2 separate regions of the Pan troglodytes genome follow, and region 2 is linked to region 1. Evidence: chromatin contacts called from public Hi-C data. All regions are on one chromosome and are shown on one strand. The core of a region is the stretch at or near the end of the contact, and the rest is flanking DNA. Distances in the headings are between cores, read along the strand shown. Region 1 holds the start of ENC1 (ectodermal-neural cortex 1). Region 2 has its middle 410 kb from the start of ARHGEF28.

The links. A called contact is a pair of places that touch in the nucleus more often than the background predicts.
Region 2: a contact with region 1 is called in a Hi-C map of stem cell-derived neural progenitor cells, with 6 times the contacts expected there. The contact joins the enhancer-like site here to the promoter of ENC1 in region 1. A contact is called at or near these places in 4 of 7 Hi-C or Micro-C datasets (blood, induced pluripotent stem cells and stem cell-derived neural progenitor cells) and 1 of 1 datasets of contacts at active chromatin or transcription factors (stem cell-derived excitatory neurons).

The regions. Positions count from the first base shown.
Region 1 is chr4:41,409,676-41,414,786 of NHGRI_mPanTro3-v2.0_pri, reverse strand. ENC1 (ectodermal-neural cortex 1) reads right to left here and starts at 1,601. Exons shown (of 3, transcript XM_003310676.6): 1 at 1,147-1,601.
Region 2 is chr4:42,018,443-42,023,346 of NHGRI_mPanTro3-v2.0_pri, reverse strand. No RefSeq gene overlaps it. Among named protein-coding and RNA genes, the nearest start is that of ARHGEF28, 410 kb to the left of the region's middle. Within about 2 kb of position 2,631, at least 3 of the 24 cell types and tissues checked have an H3K27ac peak or open chromatin away from gene starts, as enhancers often do. A contact at or near this core is called in stem cell-derived neural progenitor cells, where this site is marked.

The DNA of each region.
Region 1 (5,111 bases), core at 352-2,851:
TTTGATTAAAATAAAAAGTAAACTTGGAAACCCAAGAGGAAATACTTGCTTTCTGGTTTAAAACTGTGCAAACCTCAAAATATCAGCAAAAACCATGTATACAAGTCACTGAACACACCTTCAACATAAAATGAATCATCTTTCGAGCATTTTTAAGCCCCCAGAGAAATCACATTTGCATACCAAGTAAGTGGCCAAGAAAATGCACACATGTACTTAACCTACGTCTGCAAAGAAGACAGAGAAAGGGCTGCTACTACTGTGAACATCAAAAGGGCTTCAGTTACAGTAACTTCAGTTCACTTCATGCTCCTAATTCAGGCTCTCTGCCTCCAATGCTTAGCGTCCCGCACCCTTCTCCAGGTTTTGAACCTGATCTCAATCCAATCAAAAGAGAAACTAGGCAGACTTTTTTCTGGGCATTTACATTACCGGTAACAATAGAACATTATAAAGATCTTAACAAAAGTAGCTTCTTGCCAGAGTCTTTTTATTAACACTTGCAACGCTATTTAACAAGCTGGCCATGCCTGTGTGAAACCAAACCGCATGTGAATAAATTCAGTGTTTCATCTCCCCGCCCACCAATTCCTATCCTTTGTAACTAATAATGTTAACACGACAGATCAAGAAACTAGTTTTTCAGAAAGCAGTTTTCATTCATTCTCTATAGACATTTCCGCCGCAGTGAACATGCCCGCACTCAGGTGTCTGTGCATGGCCCCAACTTTCCTCCAAGCCGGGGAGGATGCAACGTGGGCCAACGATCCCGCGCGCTCGGCCCTGGAGGCTGCGGGGAGCGACGCAGCGCGACATTCACCCCCAGGAAAGCGCTGCTTTCCGCAGAGGAGAGAGGCTGACTGTATCCTTAGCTCGGCTCCTCGCTTCCCCAGCGGCTCGCCCCGGACATCGCACCGCGGAGGGGAGGCCGGTCGACCTCTCCGGCGATGCCCGGCTTCTGCCTGCTGTGGGAGGGCAGCGGCGGGCACCGTGATCTCCGCACCGAGAAGAGCTCCCCTTGCCCTCTAGTCGAAGCTCCCGAGTGCCCGGAGCACGCTCACCCCTCGCGAACACACCCCTGCAGCCGAAGCAGCCCCTGAAGCCCGCAGCGCCTGCAACAGGTCCGGGGCAGTGGGGGAAACTTACAGCAGTGGCGACTGGCCGCAACGCACAACTGAGTTCTAGCGACGGTCACGGGCAAGGAGGCGACGAACCGGTCGTCTCAGCCCAGGGAAGCGGTGGCGAATGCCCCGGAGAAAGGAGGGCCAGCCGGGGAGAGGACTGCGCCCCGAACGATGGCTCGCGGACCGGCTACCGCTGGCGTTCGCCTCCGTCTCTCGTCCCCACGCCGCGGACCCGGTGTCCAGGACCCGCAGAGCGTCTCCCGGAGCGCGTCACGGTAGGGCAGAGCAAGCCTGCCACTGCAGGCGCCGCGGAAGGAGGCGGGCTGTGCGCTCGGGGGAGGGAGCTAGAAAGCGCCTTGTGCGCCGGCGGCCGCCAGGCGTCTGGACCGGGTCTCCGCAGCGCCACCGCCGCACCGCCTCCTCTCCGGCTGCCAGAGCAGTCTGCGCCCCGCCGCCTTGCGCCCCGCTATAAGTGGCGCGGCGGGGAGGGGAGGGGGCGCGTATGCAAAGAGACCGACACCGGGGGAGGGAGGAAGCGCATTAGCGCGGCCCGTGGTGTAGGAGGAGGAAGAGGAGGAGAAGGAGTGGGAGGAGGAGAGGAGCTAGAGAAGAGCGTGTCGGGGGAGTTAATCGGGAGAGGAAGCGGGAGAGGGGGGCTGCGGGGAGTGCAGAGAGACAAAGCGGACGCACTGTCTCAGCCGCTGGCAGCTGCAACCCCGGGAACCGAGAATAAAATAAGTTTTCCCGGGTTCGAGTGTCTGCGCCTCTTTGGGCCAGCCTGGTTAATGGACAGCCCCGGATCTGAGGGACCCACCTTAGGGGAGCGCAGCCCGGGGCTGTGCGCTTGGTGATGCCAGAGCCCGCGAGATGCTCTAAAAAGGGCTGCAAGGGGCGAGCTGGGTATCCGCAGGACAGGCCCTGGGCACGCATAGACAGCGCCTTGGGTAGGACACCCAGAGTGGGGAGAGATAGTGGCAATGGACGGGCAAAAGTCTGGACAGTTTAGGGACACTCGGGTTGGGCAAGCCAGGACGTTTAAGTTTCTTGCTGGCAGAGAGCCAAAGAGACTCCAGCCCCAGGCATTTCCTATGTGTCCTCCCTCCCCACTCCCCAGTGGGTGCGGCACCCCTGGCTGGACTCTGCCCTAAGCCAGGCGACTGCAGGGGCAGCCGGGGCGCAGTCCTGCGGGGCGCGCACCACGTGCTTTTCAGCCAATCGCCGCGGCCGCTTGATTCAAAGTGAACTCCTCAAAGCAGCAGCCACGCCGCCTCCTCTCCTAGCGATTAAGCCTCCATCACCCTCTCCTGTTTTTTATCGCTCGGTGGTGTTAGTTTGGAGTTCAGTAAAGAAATGGCCCAGCACACACACACGTTTAATAGTCCCGCGTGTCAGGAGAAAGGAAGGCGATTCGAAAAATAATCTCGCGTGGTGATCACTTTTACGAATCCCATTTATCTTTGCAACTAGAGGCTTGTCTTTCCGCTGGGAGTTAAAATATCTGTCTTTTATTCGGTATTTGGAGCTAAGTCTATAAATGAACGGGATAGATGACCGGTCCAGCCCCCTTGTTTTACAGGTGGGGAACCGAGGCCCAGGGAGATGTGAATTGCCTGGCTCGTAGTCACTTAGCAACAATGTCCCAGCTCTGCAGCTCGAGAGTGAGGGACCCACGACAGAGTTTATTCCGTCCCCGGGTCCCCGCGTCCCCAAGCGCCCGCACTTCGCCTCCCAGATTGCTTTAAAACACTAGGCGCAGGAGCCGTTTAAACTGGCTAAGGAGGCCCCACATGGCGCTTCCAGAGTCCAGACTGCTGAAACCAAGACTGTCAGTTCTTCATTCTAATTTCATTTTCCTTTATCCTTGTTCCTTCCTGGTATTTGCGCCGAGAAATTTCGCTCCTTGCAAACAAAGAAAGACAGTGCCCTCTGAAGTCCTTTGTTAGCATTAACTCGGCAGGCAGCCTCACCACGAACCTTTCAATATATATATTTTTTTTTAATGCAGAGTCTCGGCTTGAGGCTGATTCACAGAGACAGCCCGGATCAATTCATGTCAAGAACCACGTATGGAGAGCCAGGGGGGCTGCGAGGTTAGGAGAGGGCTGGCAAGCAGCACCCAGGTTCTGAAGCAAAGACCAGACAGATGGAAACTCTGTAGACTCCAGAGATAGGTGCTGAAAAGATGGGAGGCGGAAATGTGTAACTATTGCACATATGTCTTTTTAAAACATGTTTCTGTAGCCTGTGGCAAGGTGTGGGGGAGCTCATCAAGGCAGCCACCAACGCACCTTTTAGACACCTCCTAGACCCACTCTGTCTGCTTCCTTTGTGAGTCAAATCTACCTAAAACGGCACCTAGATGACCTTGCCTAGAAATGGACTATGTACATAGCTCAGCTGGTTGGTTGGGGATTTTGCCACAGGAAGCGACAGAACTAGGGACAGGTATGTATCTTTACCACCTAGAAACTGCGGGATGTCCTTAACCAAGGGAACAGCAAAGTTCAGATCCCTTTGCAAAGAACTTTGCTAAGCAGGCAGGGCTGAGAAAGGAAAGAAATCCTCTGGCCATTGTGTCACCATCCGCTGGTGCCACTTTCCTGTATCTTTTCTACCTAATGTTGCCACTTTCTATGCTTCAATAGAAGAAAGGGAAAAAAAGCTGTAGACTGGAAAATCTTGAAATGCATTCAGTGACCGTATACATTCGCTTCATCTGCCTCGGGGAGATAAGCAATACAAGAGAAAAGAAGGACTTAGCTTATGTAAGTCCTAAAAACTGGAAAACATTTTCCTGCTGAAAGTCACAAGAACTAAACTTGCAAGTTTGGAAATCATGTGTGCTACTGATGACCTCCTACAAACTGTACTCTGGTTTGCTTGAGCCAATCTATGACTAGTTTTCGGGCAGTTGGGCAGTTTTTAATGTTTATCTCAGCTGAAAATGATTTGCAAGTTAGCAAATTTATGATCATAGCAATTCAAACTGTGTAATCCCACAGCATCTCTCAGCCAATCCTAAAGGTAACTCTTATCACCCCACTCACACAAAGAAAAGCTGAGCAAGTCTCCATTGTGTACAGGAAGAAACTTCTAAACAGGGCTGTCATCAAAACTGGACGACCATAGACATAGCAGATATCTGAGTCACAAACAAGTCAGGAAATGCTGCTTACACTGTATCCGCATTACACAATAGCCAACACTTCACACAAGACATTAGGCCAGTCCTGTAGGCCCTTGGGAGCAGGTCTTTGCCTCTGTCTTGTGACATCAAACCAAAGTCTCATTTTTTTAATGCTATTAAGAAGCTGTGCCCAAGGCTTTGGGCTTGTTATCTCCCCTAACAATGTTATTTTGTTAGGCTGCAAAATAAGCAGCATGGGGTTAAATGTATTAGCTGCCTTCAAACCTAATTTATCTTCATTCCTTCCTAATTTACACTTGGGCTGAATTAATGAGAATGATTTAATTAACACGGTGCGATCATGGTACCAGGGACAGGACAGCTCAGGGAATTAGACCAAACAGTAGGCTAAGCAGCTGCCATCCTGCCTCCGGTGGTCTCCTGAAGCCCCACCCAAATTCAGACATGTTCCCTGCTGGTATTCCAAAAGCGCCCTCTTTGTTTTATGAGGACACTTTCTGAATCTGTGCAAGGAAGATAGCACAGCTTTCCTTCCCCGAGTTATTTGCTAGATGGACTTCAAGGCTGTGTCCTGGAGACACAGTGTGGCAGAGGGGCCAACTGCCCACCAAAGATTTGTGCTCCCCTTCCATAGTGTCAAGTTCGTGTTGGGAAGTGGACGCCCAGCCAGGGACCACACCTCCCAGTAGCACATATGTTGCGATCAACATCCCTCAAGGGGAAGGGAGGGAAGCAGGGTGGACAGATGGAGATGCTGAGTTGGGATGTGGTCTCAGCCAAGCCTTGGCTGGCACCATGGGGACCTCTGGAGCTGAAATGGCCTCACAGGTTGTCCACAT
Region 2 (4,904 bases), core at 1,382-3,881, 610 kb before region 1:
AGTATTGCAGAGAAAAAAAGAGCTCTATGAGCAAAGATGAGAGGGACATGCAAGCTAAAGGGTGACCAGATAATGTGTGGGGCATGAGGACACTTGAACTGTATCACATACACAATGGGGAGACGGCGAAGGTCTTAGGGAGTGGCATGATCATATTTGTACTTTAAGAGTTAGCCACAAAGATTTAATTACATAAAAAATAAAACCATAAAAGTACTAGAAAAAAACATAGGTAAGTATATACTTTTAACTTGGGGAAAAGCTTTCAACATATGGCATCGAAAAGTTAAAACCACACAGAAAAGAGGGATAGATTTGAATATATAAAGATTTAAAAGTAAACCACAAAACCACTAAAGTTAAAAGGATAAAAGTTTTAAGAAAAGTAAAAAGGACAAATTGGGGGATATTCAATAGCCTTGATATAGAAATGACTCATACATACAAACAAGAAAAAGAAAATGCCTTATAGAACAAAAATAAAATATTTGCAAAAGGAGATATTCAAAAGTTTCCCCCAAAAAACAACAGATGAAAAATGTTCAAACTCACTAGTAATCTAAACAAATTAAAATAGGTAGCTATCATTCTTTACTTACCCCAGATTAAACAAAGATTTAAAAAGAATACAGTAATGCCAGCGTTAGTGAAGGACTAGAAGAACAGACTCTTAAGTACTACCTGTATATGAGTGGTTTAGAAGACCAATTTGTAACAAATGTCAGAATTCTTAAAAATTAATAGATATACTGATTTAACAAATTTGCTTTTAGGAATATATCCTAAGGAAGTTGGCCAACTCACAAAAAAATTTTTTTTCCAAATGGCTCATTTCAATGTTGTTTGTAATAGCTAAACAAAATACAAAAAAAAAAAAACAACACAAACAACAACAAAAACCCACAAAACAATGTAGATGCCTAACCCTGAAACAAAGGATTGGTTAAAAAGTACAAAGGCACTGCCACCCACTCAGATGCTATGTAGCCATTAAAAATAATATGAATCTATACTTACTGACATGGAAATTTACCCATAATATATTGTTAACAAAGAATAGAAGGTTACAGAGAATTATAGCAGGATATCATTTTTGAAAATAGTTATTTTATGTACATAAAAAATCCAGTAGGAAAGACAAAATATTGTATCATTTTTCTGATTGTAGTTTTTTTCATTCTGTTCATTTTTATTTTCTCATTTTTCTACATCAAACATGGATTAATACAAAAATAATTCAATCATTATAACACATTAAAGGTGATTAGCCTCAGGCACAAAAGATGAAGGGCATTCAGGAGGCATTTGCCATAAACCAGGAAAGAAATGAGAAAGGCTTGTGCTGGACTCCAGTGGTTTCCAGTCCTAGCTGTACTTTAGAAATACCTAGGGAGATATTAAAAAGTACTCATTTCAGGCACAACACAGACTAATTAATTTAGAGTCTCTGGGATGGGACCTTGACACTGGTATGTTTTAACGTCTGCCCCCTGCCTTGCCCCAGGTGACTCTAAAATGTGCAGGTGGAGATAAGTCCACTACTCTAAGGCAGTGGCAGTTGGAAAGGAGAAGAAGAGGATTTGGACCTGAATTACGTTCCAGGGGTGGGATCCCTAAAAAGGATATAAATCTTAGGACATGAATTTGGCTTTAGTGGGTTTCCTTTCATTCTATATAGCTCTTAAGGTCAAGTGCATTGCTGAGGAATGGACAATAGCCTCTGCTGATCCCTCTGATCTAAGCTGCAGCTGGCATGGCAGCATTGGAGGCTACATCCATTCTCAGCACATTTGGAGTGCAATGATGCTGCAGGAACAAATCGCCCACCTTCCAAATGCCCTGTGAGTGAGTCAGTGCTCAGCAGCATTGGCAAGGCGGAGCGCTGTAACTGCAAAGAAAGGATGACATCTCATATACATGTGTGAACAGGACTGTTTACTCATAGGATGATTATTTTAAAGGAGACGTTTGGTTTTTTAAGGTCCGTAGAAGTTTGTTTCATCACTAATCGCAGCGGGTGTAGGTGTTAGCTAACATACCGGTAACTGAATGTTCTTAGCAATACTGCAATAGCTTCCCTTAAGGTTTAAAAATTACAATTTGATTTTAATTGCCACCTCTCTTAATAGGTGTTACTCAAACAGGAAGGAAAATGCCACATACTCTTACCAGTTCTTGATGCCAGAGATTACTAAAGCAATTTGGAAAGATATCGAAAAGGTGTTGAGAAAATACAGGTGAATTTTAATACATGATGTGTATTGACATTTTTACTCTAGGTAGCAACAGAGAGACTTCTGTATTGCTGGGGAGGAATTATATGAGATTTTGGCTACGCAGACAGGATTTCTCACTTCTTATTGGCTGAAAAAAATAAATGAAGCCATTATAAGCAGTATTGAAATATTAATCATACCTTCCAAAATTAAACACCCTTTTAAAAATAAAAGTTACACAATCTGTCTTTCACTTCATCTTTGACTTTCATCCCAACACTGGTGGGAGGAAATAAGCTCTGGTTAAAATCAAGACTGAAAGTGACTTTGACTTTGCAGAGAACAGTGTCAAGGCGAAGAACTTGACTGTATCTTCTCTCCCACTTGGGGTCAGTGTTTAGGCACATGAGAGAAGATGAGGAACCAGGACAGGAAATGGCAGTGTTTCCACCAAAGGTCAAGGGGAACATTAATGGGCTACATTCCAGACCCAAGGCTGACGATCCTCTTCAAAGGAGTCAGTGGTGGAAACACAGACTCAGAGCCACTCCCAAAAGGTACGATGAGGTCAGGATCATTGAAGAGAGGCAGTGCACAGGGGGCATTTGGGTGAGCATCTCTAAAGTTACCTTTCCAGTTGGTCTTTGACATCAAAGTGCATATGTCTGCCTTTCATGGGCAGGTAGAAATGCTGTGCAGGTGAAAACAGGCCTCTGGCAAGATAAGAACAGAAATCTTTGAGCTTCAAATTATAGATCTTTATGTTTCACTGAAGCTTGTCTTTACAGGGGTGTCAGTCTCCACTGTGACTGACCACAAAACCCTGCAGGAAAGAGGCTGTGGGATTTCCTGTGTGGTCCCCAGACCCTAATATGCCCTTGTGGCTGCCTAATACACATCTCTATTTAAAATGTTCAGAATCTGTGTACTTGGTAAGTAAATTTCAAACAATACCCTTCCTCTCTTCCGCTCCCTGTCTCCAGACCCCCATTTTCCCTCCCTGAAGATAACCACTGCTAGTGCATTTTTAGACTTCCTACCAGAGATAGATATTCTTCTTGCACCGTTTCTCTCTCTCTCTCCACACGCACACACACTCACACACACACACACATAAATACATATACACACATAAACATAACATATACATATTTTTATATAGATAGAACTTCACACACTGCTCTGTACCTTGTCTTGTTCCCTCATGTTCACTTATCAATAAATTCTGGAGATCATTCCACACCATTCCATACAGGACTGATTCAATCTGTGCGTGAATGCATAGCACTCCACTGCAGAGGTGAACCACAATCTGTTCAACCAGGCCTCTCTAACTGACGGAATTTAGAGTTTTTCCAATCTTTGTCAATGATGCACTAAATGTCTTTGTATAACTATTTTTATGTCTGTGGAAGTATTTCTGAAAGATTAATTCCTGGATATGAAATTTCTGAGTACATGTACTTTAAGTTCTGATTGATATTGACATATTTTCCTTCAAATATCGAGCCAATTTATACTCTATCAAGAATATATGAGGCCTTGAGAATATTAAGTGAAAGAAGGCCACAAAAGACCACAGAATATATGATTCCTATATAATGAAATATCTAGCATAGGCAAATCCATACAGAAATAGGTTAATGGTCACCAGGGGTTGGGGGAAGGAAGGAGCTAAAGAGTAAGTGGTATCGGGTGCAGGATTTCATTTCGGTGTGATGAAAATGTTCTGAATTCAGATAGTGGTGATGCTCCTACAACTATAAATATGCTAAACCCCACTGAATTTTATACTTTAAAAGGATGAATTTATGATATGTGAATTCTATCTCAATAAAGCTCTTATTTTAAAAAACGCATGAGAGTACCTGTGCCTTCCACACCCCTATTGACAGTGTGTGTTCACACTTTTTCATCACCATTCTAATTACAACATCTTGCTTCATTCCTTCTAAAGGAGGACTAAGCAGGAAAGAAATAGATTGAATGGGCCAACCAGGTATTTTAGGATTTGGGCTGTCAACTTTATAGTCTAACAACAATGGAGATGTCTAAGATGGAAACAATCAAAACAGTCAAGTTGTCAACAATTGCCAATGAATTCAGCAGCCTAAATGAAACAAGCAAGGAATGAGACTTAAGAATTTAAAAAAGGGATGAAGGACCCAGTTCTTCCAGCCTAAAGGATTTTGAAATCTCCGTTTGCTTAACCAAGGACATCAATGCCACATCTCCTGAATGCAGAACTTAATCCAGCAGCCTGCCTCCAGTAGAAAATAAGCTGAAGTTCAATGTATTCTCTATGAAGAAGGTATGGGAGCTGAGTAAAACATTTTTGTACACCATTCTAGAGCTACTGATAGGCTGAAAAAATTAACCATTGCTTGCCCCTCTTAAAACTCATATTTTCATTGAGATGGGTTTCCTTTGGATTCCATTTCGCCCCTTTTCACCTCTCACCTCCAAGATTAACCCTGCTAAATACTTCTTTTTCTATGATGTCTTATATTTCAAACTGCTTGTGCCTTGTGGGATTAAAAGCTAAATACTCTTTAACAAGAGTAATCCCCTAAGTGGACATGTTTCTGAGATTGTTAGGCATTTGATCACAAGTGAAAGATGAAAATGCAGAGGGAAGGTATGAAAGCACAGAGAGTAGAGAGGTTCAGGATTTTCACCTTAGTAATA